2 separate regions of the Hordeum vulgare genome follow, and region 1 is linked to region 2. A link is a contact called in public Hi-C data. All regions are on one chromosome and are shown on one strand. The core of a region is the stretch at or near the end of the contact, and the rest is flanking DNA. Distances in the headings are between cores, read along the strand shown.

Region 1 (6,591 bases), core at 1,245-3,744, 600 kb before region 2:
TTCATGCATCATTCTTCCTTTTTAGCGTGATAAAGTCAAAAATATACTTCTGTTTAACTTCTGGATGTTCTAAAGTAGGCCACCCATTTCTGAGTAGATTGATATTGTATTTGTTGCTTAAATTGTTATATCTGTATACATGGCTCATTCACATATGATTTTCATCCGGCATCTGCTCTTTCCAGGTTTTGTCTAGACTGTGCCGGCAACCAATCATTATTTACATTCCGGAGCGTGAGGTAAATTCAACTGCCTTAGGTGACGATGAATCTATATGTGTGCAGAATGGAGAAGGATAATAAAACTTCATCTATATTTAATAATATGGTTGTGACATGATGGAAGCGATTCTCATAAAAAATATCAATGGAATAGTTGATCCAATTAGCTCGCTTTTATTATTGTTAAGGGAGAGAAACTGAACAACAGGTTTTGGAAGAATAGTGACTTTAAGAACACCATCATCATCACTATGAACATTGCATTGTACTATGATAAAAGTTGATGAAAACAGAAGGCACACATACTAGCAATTGATAATATGTAGCCAAGATTTCTTGGTACTTCAATAACAAAAACTAAAAGTTCGTTTGGAACTAGACAATCTGCCTAAAGTTTCCTTCAGAGTGGTGTTGAAAATCTAAACTGCATTTTGGTTTCTGTTTCCTTGGCCCGAAGTTCTGAATCCCCAACATCCCAGATTCCGGGCATAATTAATTGGAAAGACGTCTGCGAAGTGCAAATTGAACTGTTTGAAAGATTGGTGGATACCTTTCCTTTTGCATTATTTCGATGTTTAAATCCAACGTGTCTCCAAAATTGGAAACACCGTGTGGATTTATTGCACCATTTTATCCTTTTCACTGCAATCATGTTTGCCCTGTATATTATGCTTGACTCGGTGCTTGTCACCTTTTTTCTCACTTCATCTCGAACTTAATCTGCCCTTCCTTTGTGCAACAGTACCGCGGACGGGGCAACGGGTTTATCCCAATTGCCGAGTACGGGTTGGAGTTTACCAAAGACTCAAAAGAGGGGAAGAAACGGGTGCCGGTGAGGCTATTATACAGCGGGAAGAACCACTATGATCTGCTGATATAAAATGGGCACATGAGACACGTCCGGGCTAAGCATCAGACAGAATACCGGCAGCCACACCGCCCATCCGTGGCACATATATAAATTCCCGTTTTCTTTCCATGGTTACATTCTTCGATCCTGCTAATTAAGCTCTTGTTCTTCGGTTATGATGCTGTAACCGCTGTTTCGTTCATCACGGTCATGGGCATTTTGGGAATTTGTGGATTTGGAGCTAGAATTACCACCGGCCTGAACCTGGTGATAGCGCCACACGAGCTAACTATGTCTCTGCTGCATGGTGATGGTGATGGCGTGGAGGCCAGTGCTGCTTTGGAAGTGATTTGGTTGGCGTCGTGCCGTGGGGTTGTTGATTGCGTTTTCCGGTTGGTGCCGGGCAGGATAATGGTGCCTTGGTCGCACTCGGTGGTTGACGACGAGGCTCGCTTCAAATCCAATCATCATGTGGGTGCAGGTATATCGTCTCGCAAAGACGCAAAGCACTGCTGAACGGAATGATATATTCGTTGGATGAGCTGTACGGGCGTGTTTTTTGTTGGGGGGGGGGGGGGGGGGGGGGGGGGTTACCGTCCCGTCCGGCCCAATGAACAAACGTGATGGTTATCACGAGCACATTCCAGTATGCTCCAAGAGTCAAGTCCTAAACATGCTTGAACCCGGCGTTACAAAAATGAGCTGTAGCCTGCCCGTATAATAAGCACAGAGAGACAGGCCACGCAGGAGCAAATAAATGAGCAAATAGTAAATGACCACGGCAGTGCGTCGATGCCGTGCGTGCTAGTAGCGCAGTTGGCACCGGCCCACTCGCCAAACCTAAACGGCCCGGCCCCACGCCCCAGCCTCTTCCGTTTAGGCGTGCATGCAATAACAATACAGGAAAGAAGAGTTAATGCTTACGCAGTGCGCTCCCTGCCTCCAGCAAACAAAACCAAACAGGCAGAGTGGTCCGGCGAGGCAGCAGGGAAAGAGCTGGCCGACGTGGGCCGCACCGCTCGCCGCTGCGGCAGCCAATAATATCTCCCTCCCTTTATACTCCCCGCACCTACATATTCCTACCCCGAAAAAAAAAATACTCCAACAATTAGTACAAATTATATCCAAAGAATATCTCTCACCTCTCGCCGTCGCAGGGGCTGACCACTGGGCCCCCCGCATCGATGCGGATACCAGCAGTCGTAGCCGTTGCTTCTGCTGCACTTCTCGCGCCAGTCAGACCGAGACCCAGAAGAGCTCCGTCCCCGCGTGGCCGCCACCAACCGCACACCCACTGGCAGCCGGGCCCCCGCGTGCTTCCGGGCCCCCCGGCAGCCGCCCAGCCGGGGCCACGTTCGTGCGCGCAGCAGCAGCAGCACGCTCTACTATAGAAGGCTGTAATAATTAATCAATTGCGTACTCGTTAATGAGCACTGCTGTAGCGCGCGGCGGGCCCCGCACCCTCATCCCACCGCCCTTTCCCTCCCCCTTCGCTTCGTTCGTTCGTTCCCTTTTTCTTTCCGCCGCGGCAACTGTGAGCCGGCCCGATCGAGAGACCGCCATAATTCATTCCATCCATCCGTCCGTCCGTCCTCTGCCGAGTATATAAGCGCGGCCATTGGGGGCGCTCGTGGGGTTGTTCGTCGCATCGTCGCATCGGGCGCAGGGGGGCAGGCAGAGATCAGATCGGGGGAGAGGGAGACCACGGCGACGGCGGCGACCATGTTCAGCGGGACGCAGCAGAAGTGCAAGGTGTGCACCAAGACGGTCTACCCCATGGACCAGCTCTCCACCGACGGCGCCGTCTTCCACCGCGCCTGCTTCAAGTGCCACCACTGCAAGTCCACCCTCTCCGTATGTCATCTCCCCTCTTTGCCTTCCTATCATCTTTCTAGTTTCTACCATCGCCGGCCGTCTTCTTTTACTTCCGGGAGACAACCAAGAAGATCGTCGGGTGGATGTCAACGGTCGTCGACGGATCTGTAGAATGAAATGCGATGTCAGATCTGCGGACTGGTCTGCCGCACGGATCTGGCGCTTGAATTCCCTGTCAGAATCGTGTGCCTGCCTAGGATAGGACATAGGAGATCACCATGGCTTTGTTCATTTCACCTTCTCTGGATTGGTAAAAACAAGTAAGAGAAATAACAATCTATCTGGACATCTTGTTTTTGCTGTTTGGCAGTTTAGCAGCTACTCCTCGTTCGAAGGGGTGCCCTACTGCAAGCCCCATTTCGCGCAGCTGTTCAAGGAGACCGGGAGCTACAATAAGAGCTTCCAGTCACAATCCCGTAGGTTTCCATTTAATACTAATCTGCAAGCATGACAGACGTTGTTATTTCCTTGATCGAATGTGTCCTGATCCTTGGTTTTGCTTCTTTCAGCCGCGAAATCTGCAACGGACAAGTTGACTCCTGAGCTGGTCTGTACCATATAGGCTGCATGTACATGTGTCTTTTATCTCTTTGCTCAGTTAGCCTTATTATGTGGAATGCGCTTTTTCAGACTAGATCGCCAAGCAAAGCTGCTGGCATGTTTTCTGGAACGCAGGACAAGTGCGCCACTTGTGGTAAAACAGCATACCCTCTTGAGAAGGTAACACAATTGTACATTCTAGTCAATTTCGTCATTTTCACGAAAGAATCGTAAGTTTCAGAATGTGAAAACTGTCGGTTGACCGTTTGTGATTGAACACAAGGGTATATAGCTGTATAGCCTTCACTTTACTTTGTTTAATGATCTGTATACCTTTTAGGCAAGCAGACTTCCATGATAATCGTCTTGAATCATCAATTTCCTTTTCAGTCATATCCTAAAGCCTCCAGAACATGCAGATGACTCATGCCTAGTTGTTAAACTAAATCTTGCAGGTGACAGTTGAAGAGAAGTCTTACCACAAGTCCTGCTTCAAATGCTCTCATGGAGGCTGCGCCCTCTCGCCCTCCAATTACGCGGCTTTGGAAGGCATCCTCTACTGCAAGCACCATTTCTCACAGCTTTTCAAGGAGAAGGGGAGCTACAACCATCTGATCAAGTGCGCATCGGTCAAGCGCGCAGCAGAGGCGCAAACCGCACAGGCCGCGGCACAAACAGCACAGGCGGCTGCTGAATCCTCCTGATTATGCTGCCATCTTTAAAGTGGGCTTTGAGGCTGGAAGTTTGGAAGCCTTGCTCTTTATTTACGATTGTAACCTGCTGTATGCTGTGTTCAAGCTCCGGGGATACCAGGACCTATCAATTTCGTATCTCCTTGTGTGCTAGCTGGATCACGTTGTTGAACCATGGAGTTGATGTCATTCCGAAAGAAACTGTTGAAATTGCTGTGCATCAGGTACTGGTATAATGAGTTCTTGTGGTGCCTCAGTGCATCAATATTTCAGCTGCGTTGATGAGCACCATTTTCCTGTCTGGTCACAATTTCTACCACATTAGCAAGGCTCTGTTTGGAACCACTCGAATTATATAATTCAGTTTTTATAATTTATTCTATCTCTAAACAGGATATATTATGGTGTAGATTATAAAAACTATATGAACAGATTATGGTGTAGATTACAAAAACTATATGAACAGATTATGGTGTAGATTATAAAACTAGATGGACAGCTTATTAAAACTCACAATCTACTCTTCCCCAGCTAAAATCAGATTATGGATTGCTAATGATCCATTACCCTTGTAAAGTTGGAGATAATTACATTCCTGCCATCGCCACCCTCCTTTTAAAAAACAAAGGACAGACAGGTCATTATGCAATATAAAACCTGAATTACAGTTTATATAATCTGACCTCCAAACATGTTCACTAAATTACTTTTATAAATCAGATTATATAATCTATCTTCATAATCTAGATTATCATAATCTATTGTGGTTCCAAACAGGGCCTAAGAGATCTCCATTAAGTAAGATGTGCTCACGCAAACTGCCTCCGTAGAACACAAACACTTTGCATTTAACTATATCTGGCGAATTTCAAACATAAAACTGGAGTACACTGGAATTGTGTATATGAAAATTCTACTCCTTTAAACCCATTCTCAAATTCATGTATCTTCTGCACGATCCATTCCATACCGTATAGAAATGAAAAAGGGAAAAAGGCATAGCTGAACATCTCTCACAAGTAAAGCCCCAGCAGTTCAACCACTACATCTAAGAAACCAATGTGTGCCTGAAAGTTTCCCCAGTTTGTTAAGCTACCCTCTTTCCGTGCCTTTGCTGAGCCAGAACATAACACATTTCTACAGAACCACCCAAATCACATCGACGAATCCAGTGAGCCACAAGTCAGCTTGCGGTAGTTCTCCAATTTTCACCAGCGTACACACCTTCGATTCCAAGTTCTTCCTCTATTCTTAGAAGCTGCAGAGACAATGCACACAGTCATCAAAGACCATTCAAGACAAAATAAGCTATTTAGAATGACCATATAGCACTATGACTTTAGTCAAATGCTTCGGTGCATGTATTCACATAAAAGGCATCAAGCATTCAGCAGAAACCTGATTGTATTTAGTGAGGCACTCTCCACGGCAGGGGGCACCGGCTTTGATCTGTCCAGCTGCTGCACCGACAGCCAGGTCGGCGATGAAAGGGTCATCCGTGTCCCCAGACCTATGTGACACCATCACACCCCAATGAGCATCCTTTGCCTGTTTCACAGCCTCTATGGCCTCAGTGACAGTGCCCACTTGACTTCCCTACACACATGAAAAAGAAGAGGAAACACATAATAAGGTATATGAAAAAGAGAATCCATGGACAGTTAAGGAAATCAAGAGAGTAAGTAAGAATCAAGGAGGCAAGTACTACATGTGCAACCATGTGGCTCTTGCAACCTTATGTGCCTACAATCAGTTCAACAATTAATTGCTCATCTTCGTGAATTCAAGCACTACATCAAATTGTGTGTAAGTGCCCTTAAACTCAAATCATGTCATGCAAAATAATAAGCACAAAATGGAAGGAGCGGCATTCAATCAAACAAAAAACCACACTGAGTATCCAGGAACAAAGATTGCTGTGGTTAGTCAAAATGAATTGTGGCTTGTTCCAGCTTAAAAATGCCTAATTCCAGAGTCTATGTGGTATTGTTAGCCTTCGGGGTCCCAGTAACTTGCACAAAGCAGCATTAACAAATTCATAAACATCAATAGACAAATGAATGATTTGTGACTTACCTTGAGAGTAAGAGCGTCACAAGTATATTCATTTACTGCCCGCTTGATGCGTTCAGGATCTGACATCAATAAGTCGTCTCCTACAACCTGCAAATGCATTATGGCATGAGCCCCTGACAGAAAATAGAAAATAAAAGCACAATAGGTACCTGACATAGCTCTAGGGTGGTAAACTTTTTCGAGTGCTCCCAGTCATCTTTGTCAAAGGGCTGTTCAATGGAGACAAGTGGGTACTCTAGTTTACAAAAAAGAGGAAATATAAGGTTCATGAAGTCAAGAGATTTGTCTTCCAGAATATGTAAATCCACAAACAAGTGATACCTGAACATAGTTGACT
Region 2 (6,593 bases), core at 1,594-4,093:
TGCTACGTCTATTAGTTTGGGTCTAGTCCATCACGTGATTCTCCTAATGACGTGATCCAGTTATCAAGCAACAACACCTTGTTCATAATCAGAAGACACTGACCATCATCGATCAACTGGCTAGCCAACTAGAGGCATGCTAGGGACGGTGTTTTGTCTATGTATCCACACATGTAAATGAGTCTTCATTCAATACAATTATAGCATGGACAATAAACAATTATCTTGATACAGGAATTATAATAATAACTATATTTATCATTGCCTCTAGGGCATAATTCCAACAATCTCGAGTAGAGCACAAAGGGTTTTGTGGACGGTGATGTTCGATTTGCTGCCCTCCTTAGTCTTTTCTCGATTCGGCGGTATTGTTGGATTGAAGCGGCCCGGATTGACATTATTCGTACGCTTACGAAAGACTGGTTTCATCGATTGACATGCAACCTCGTTGCATAAAGATGACTGTCGGGTGTCAGTTTCTTCAACTTTAGTTGAATTGGTTTTGACCGAGGCGGTCCTTGGAGAGGTCAAATAGCAATTTGCACATCTCCGTTGTGGTTTTTGCGTAAGTAAGATGCGCTCATACTAGATACCCATAACAGCCACGTAAAACATGCAACAATAAATTAGAGGACGTCTAACTTGTTTTTGTAGGGTATGCTTTTGATATGATATGGCCAATGACGTGATGTGATATCTTGGATGTATGAGATGATCATGTTGTAATAGTTAATATCGACTTGCACGTCGATGGTACGGCAACCAGCAGGAGCCATAGGGTTATCTTTAAACTAACGTTTGTGTTTGCAGATGCGTTTACTATATTGCTAGGACGTAGCTTTAGTAGTAATAGCATAAGTAGCACGACAACCCCTATGGCGACACGTTGATGGAGATCATGATGATGGAGATCATGGTGTGGCACCGGTGACAAGAAGATCGTGTCGGTGCTTTGATGATGGAGATAAAGAAGCACAAGATGATGGCCATACCATGTCACTTATGAATTGCATGTGATGTTAATCCTTTTATGCACCTTATTTTGCTTAGAACGACGGTAGCATTATAAGGTGATCTCTCAGTAAAATTTCAAGATGAAATTGTGTTCTCCCTGACTGTGTACCATTGCTACAGTACGTCGTTTCGAAACACCACGTGATGATCGGGTGTGATAGACTCAACGTTCACATACAACGGGTGCAAAACAGTTGCACACGCGGAACACTCGGGTTAAGCTTGACGAGCCTAGCATGTGCAAACATGACCTCGGAACACATGAGACATGGCCTCGGAACAAATGGTGCGTAAAGTGAGGCGATTGAAAGGCGGCTGGGGGCGACCTTCGGGGGTGGGGGCTGGGAACCTGAGCCGCCCATGGTGACTTTTCCGACGGCGCGCCCCTAGGCGGTGCTATTTCACGCCCTTGGGGGCCGAACGACTAAAGATGCTCTTATAATCACATCCAATGATTATAAAAGAAGAATGAAACATAACTAAAACTCAGCTAGATGAGTTTTAGCAAAACCGTTCTGTATCATATTTGAATACGACGCTATACGAGCCCCTGTCCAAGCCACGTGAAGTAGCACCATCTACTTTGATTTTTGCATGTCCAGCGGCCGGTGGCACCGAGCGCATGTGTACTGATCTGGTCACTAGTGTTGTGTGAGGTTTCTAAGGCACACATTCACCCAGCTCCCTTATATAGCTAATCACAAAATGGTGCGTAAAGTGAGGCGACTGAAAGGTATGTTTATGGAGCGCTTTTTTTTACGTGTCACACAACCCAAAGGGTGACCACGACCCTGATGAAATCGTCATGAGGTAGTTCATCGATCAGTGGAAACAACCACCTTTTAGCATCTGGTTCTCTGGTGCTATCTATAGCCTCGACCATGTCGGGTCTTCAAGGGCCCAAACACACCTCACCGTATGGCAATGGAGAAGGGAATGTTGCCAAGAATCTCGTGAACCGCAAATTCCACAAGTTGATGTAGTTGACATATTTGGATGAGAGAGTAAATCAATGGAGGGAAGAGATTGTTGAGCTAATCTCCAAAGAAATATCTTAACTTTTGATGGCACTTGAGTTTTCCACACGCTAGTCCACGCCTTCTTTTCTGCATATGAATTTGACGAATCACCACATTCATCTAGCCACGCTTCAAACCACAACTTTGTGGAAACAAACATTTTGTGCGTTGACTGGACACTGAAAATCCTGTTCTCATATATCCATGATCAAAAGGCGTCCATATGTTTCGTACACAATGGTATTGTCGCGATTGGCATCAATTGGCAAAAAATAATAATATAGAAATTAACCATGGATTTTTGATTATACGGGCCTAAACCCATATGCACCTTTTTTTTTGTGAGAGAAAACCCATATATAATAATCCAACAAAGTGAGATGTCATTGTCACTTTGCGTGCCATAACACAAGCACATTTTTCCGGGTATAAGTACAAACACCTTAACACAGTGATAACTGCTAAACAGCAATACAGACAACGAGCTTGCCCCCATTATGCACCGGACCAGGTCATTTTCGTAATTTTCCGCAAGCTCAAGACGGTACGAGCTCGCCAACTTTAGACCATCGGCGACCATAAAGATCGGTAAATAAATCTAATCAGACAAATTCCGTAGATCATGCAAGGCAATTCTGTACTAACAACTGAGCGATTAGCTGTTGGCCCCGTCCCGTGTGCCGCCGTCGCTGACGCCGTGCGCGGACAAAACCGCACTCTCTCGCGGCCACACTCCCCCTCCTACTCGCTGCTTGCTCAGTCCCACTCCCGCACCATCACCGGCTGCCTAATCCCCTCGGACCCATTTACCCCTCCCCCCTCACTCTGCTCAGTGCTCTCAGCTCTGCTCACCACCACAGTGACCACACCGCACCACACCCAGTGCCGCTTCCTCCCACTCGCAGCTCACATCCTCCCCCTCCCACCGCTAATCGTCGGCACCTCTGTTCCCTGACCTCCTCCTCCTCGAGTCCCGACCTACCAATCATCCCAACCCAACGCGGCTCTCCACCGCCCGCCGCCGCGCCGCAGCAGCTTACCGTCGCCGCCGTCCTCCTCCCCGCAAGATCGCGCTCTTGCTGCCTCCGCCCCGTCGAGGGTTTGCGGTACGAGCTCATTCTCATCCAGCGGCGGTCCTAGTTAAACCCCACCGAGCTCCAGGATTTCTGCTCCGGGGTACGTCTGGGCGTGCCGCTCACGCCATCTAGATCCGCTAATGGTTCCCGATTTGAGAAACGAGCCTGCCTGATGCTTCCGTCCTGTAGATTTATTTTCTTGGATTTGGGGAATCCCCAAGTCAGATGCTTGAAAGGAGCTAGTTCGGTTGGCCTGGACGAAAGGATTATTTTTGCATAAAAAAGACCGAAAATGTTGCTTCAGTTAGTTCCCATACCATGGCCGCCAATTTCCTGCCAAAAGCCGGATACCGTTACTGCATTCGATCTGTTGTTTTCTCTCCGCCGTTCATGGCTTAGGATTTCTCTGAGCGCGTCTTCAATTTGTTACTACTATATAATTGTTGATTTGTTCTGGTTTTCTTTTCACCATTGCAGGGTTGGTTGGCTGGGTTCTCTCCGATTGTAAAGATGCATACCATATTTCCTCATTCATGACCTCTGGAATATGCTCTAGCCACCCTTTTATGCTTCACCAGGTGGTGATAAATGGGCTATTTTCTGAGAAAACAGCCCAGTTTCCTCTTTATTCTCATCATCCTCTTCTGTGGGGCTCGTGCAGCAAGAACGCTAAGTTCAGATGGTATGTGGCTGCTATTTCACACAGCCCATTCGAGTTATTATTTTCTGCTTATCCAATACTAATCTCTTTATAAAAAAAATACTAATCTTCTACGAACCGTTTCCTACAGGTGAAGCACTTCTCGCCTTTAAGAAGGCAATTACAAATTCAGATGGGATCTTTCTGAATTGGCATGAACAAGACGTGGATCCCTGCAACTGGAAGGGTGTTAAATGCGATAATCACAGCAAGAGAGTGATTTATCTGTAAGGAACTGTATATTAACTGGGTTTAAGTGTGATTTGCTCAACTTCTTAACCTATCCACTCACTGCTTTGCTTCAGTTATTTGGTGTTCATATTTTGCTCCTGAAATATTCATATTCAGTATTTTGAATTGCATCTCCATAAATATCTGGTAACTCGTTGCCCTCCATTTAGGATTCTCCCGTATCACAAGTTAGTAGGGCCCATACCACCAGAAGTTGGAAGGCTAAATCAGCTGCAGACTTTGTAAGTGTGTTCACCTTTTCTTTTTTGCATTTCTTAACTATTTCCCTGTTGATCCGTGCCTTGTATATCAAAGAACTTAGTCTTTGATATAAATGTGTTTTATGTCATTAGATCACTACAGGGGAACAGTTTGTATGGTTCACTCCCTCCCGAGCTAGGAAATTGTACCAAGTTGCAACAACTGTAAGTGTTACAGGGATTCTGGTTGCTGCATATATTTTTTCCCATCGAATGAAATGTTAGATGCTGCAACTGATAATTAATGATCATGAGGATAGCCCGTCATTTACTGTTTTGGTCACAAGCTTCTTGTATCTGTGCCAAAGAACTTCTAGCATGGAATTTTTGCTTTTATTTCTTCTGTGAAATCAGCCTCTTATTTCTTCTGTTGTGAAATGACTTGCAGATATCTACAAGGAAATTATATAAGTGGATATATCCCTTCGGAATTTGGTGATCTGGTTGAACTTGAGACATTGTGAGTCCTCTGTGTAGTGTTAGCTTCTTTATTAAATTTGATCATTAATTTCGCATCAGATAAATACCTCATGTTAGACTAATGTCACTACAACTGCTATGTACCATTTTACAGTAATGGGTCATATAAGAAGGCTTGAACACAAATTATATGCATTGAAATGTAGATAAATTAACTTTCCCTGTTTAAGTAATTTAGATATTAATTTCTATTTCTGAAACATGTTTATTTTATCCAGAGACTTATCCAGCAATACGTTGAAGGGATCAATCCCGTATTCTCTTGATAACCTGACCAAACTTTCATCATTGTAAGTGCTTTTTTTATGTCCATAAGCTGACTAAACCTGTTATGGTAAGCTACATGCTACCAGCCCATGAAAAATGATTATTTTCACATTCTTTGCAGCAACGTATCCATGAACTTTCTGACAGGAGCAATACCATCAGATGGTTCGCTTACAAATTTTAATGAAACTTCGTGAGTTGTCTTCTCCTTTGTTATTTATATATATCTAATTCAATCTGGATAGTCAATCGAGTAAAGGCGTATGCATTGTGCCATAAGCTGCTCTTTCTTCTAGCCATCTGAATTTTCACATGGTTATGCAGCTTTATTGGGAACCGTGATTTATGTGGTAAGCAGATTAATTCAGTGTGCAAAGATGCACTTCAATCACCATTAGATGGCTCTCAACAGCCTTCGAAAGGTAACAGATATTTGAACATAGTATCATTGCATTATTTGTTGTATGCGTCTAATACTTTTTTGTTGACAAGGTCGAATGTGCATTTAATCATTGACACCAATACTAACTAATAGATCTTTTATGTTCCACTAGGAAACTCACCTATGGCAATTTTGCATTCTGTAAATTAACTTCTATGCTTAATTTCAACAGTGGGCCTGTAGTATTTTCAGTTCAAAATAATTTTGCGTTCTTATGTGTTTTGATATTCTATTATGGTAGATGAACAAAATAAAAGGAGTTCTGCCAGAGTTGTTATAAGTGCGGTCGCGACAGTGGGAGCTCTGCTATTAGTGGCTCTGATGTGTTTCTGGGGTTGTTTTCTGTACAAAAATTTCGGGAAGAAAGATATCCATGGTTTCAGGGTGGAACTATGTGGAGGTAACAATGCCATGAATTATGTTGAGCTAGTACTTCACATGTTATAAAGAAATTTTGTTATAACCTTGCTTATCATTTCAGGTTCTTCTGTTGTAATGTTCCATGGGGACCTCCCTTACTCCACAAAAGACATCCTTAAGAAACTAGAGACCATGGATGAGGAAAATATCATTGGAGCAGGGGGCTTTGGGACTGTGTACAAACTTGCAATGGATGATGGCAGCGTTTTTGCATTGAAAAGGATAGTGAAAACAAATGAAGGGCGTGATAAATTCTTTGATAGAGAACTTGAGATATTGGGAAGTGTTAAGCACCGTAATTTGGTCAATCTCCGTGGCTATTGCAATTCCCCTTCATCAAAACTGTTGATATATGACTACCTTCCAGGTGGGAGCCTGGATGAAGTGCTACATGGTGAGTTCCGTGTTTCTCTTTTCGCCACACATGTTAATTTTGGTATCATTGAACTCTTCCAATCATTCGTAGTTGCAGTTATAATATAAACTGATTTTAGCTTGCTTTCCTTAATGACCTTTAAACATGTGTGTCAACGCTAAAATAGCCTATATGGTTAAGTTATTGGTGCCTGAAACTCAGTGTGACACTAAAACCTGGAAATTCTGAATTTAAGACATGTTTGGTCCAGCTATGTAAGGAAAAGAGTACAAATAAAAAGTTGCTTTTGCCGGAGATCCAGTTTTGAG

What was found. Hi-C and Micro-C count contacts between places; a contact is called where the count stands out from the background.
Region 1: a Hi-C map of seedling shows a contact between it and region 2, with 3 times the contacts expected there. The contact joins the promoter of LOC123449066 here to the promoter of LOC123449060 in region 2. A contact is called at or near these places in 2 of 6 Hi-C or Micro-C datasets (leaf and seedling).

Annotation. Positions count from the first base shown.
Region 1 is chr4H:484,420,653-484,427,243 of MorexV3_pseudomolecules_assembly, reverse strand. It overlaps LOC123449066 (LIM domain-containing protein WLIM2a-like), which reads left to right and starts at 2,494. Exons shown (of 5, transcript XM_045126150.1): 1 at 2,494-2,925; 2 at 3,257-3,362; 3 at 3,456-3,493; 4 at 3,577-3,666; 5 at 3,942-4,450. The coding sequence starts at 2,794. The coding sequence ends at 4,190. It overlaps LOC123449065 (OVARIAN TUMOR DOMAIN-containing deubiquitinating enzyme 3), which reads left to right. Exons shown (of 8, transcript XM_045126149.1): 7 at 186-239; 8 at 964-1,247. The coding sequence ends at 1,101. It overlaps LOC123449064 (cytosolic enolase 3), which reads right to left. Exons shown (of 11, transcript XM_045126148.1): 7 at 6,576-6,591; 8 at 6,404-6,489; 9 at 6,255-6,341; 10 at 5,577-5,774; 11 at 5,080-5,436. The coding sequence ends at 5,362.
Region 2 is chr4H:483,824,124-483,830,716 of MorexV3_pseudomolecules_assembly, reverse strand. It overlaps LOC123449060 (LRR receptor-like serine/threonine-protein kinase FEI 1), which reads left to right and starts at 2,843. Exons shown (of 14, transcript XM_045126144.1): 1 at 2,843-3,139; 2 at 3,587-3,791; 3 at 3,901-4,036; 4 at 4,211-4,282; 5 at 4,394-4,465; 6 at 4,689-4,760; 7 at 4,999-5,070; 8 at 5,169-5,240; 9 at 5,372-5,469; 10 at 5,731-5,889; 11 at 5,971-6,303. The coding sequence starts at 3,698.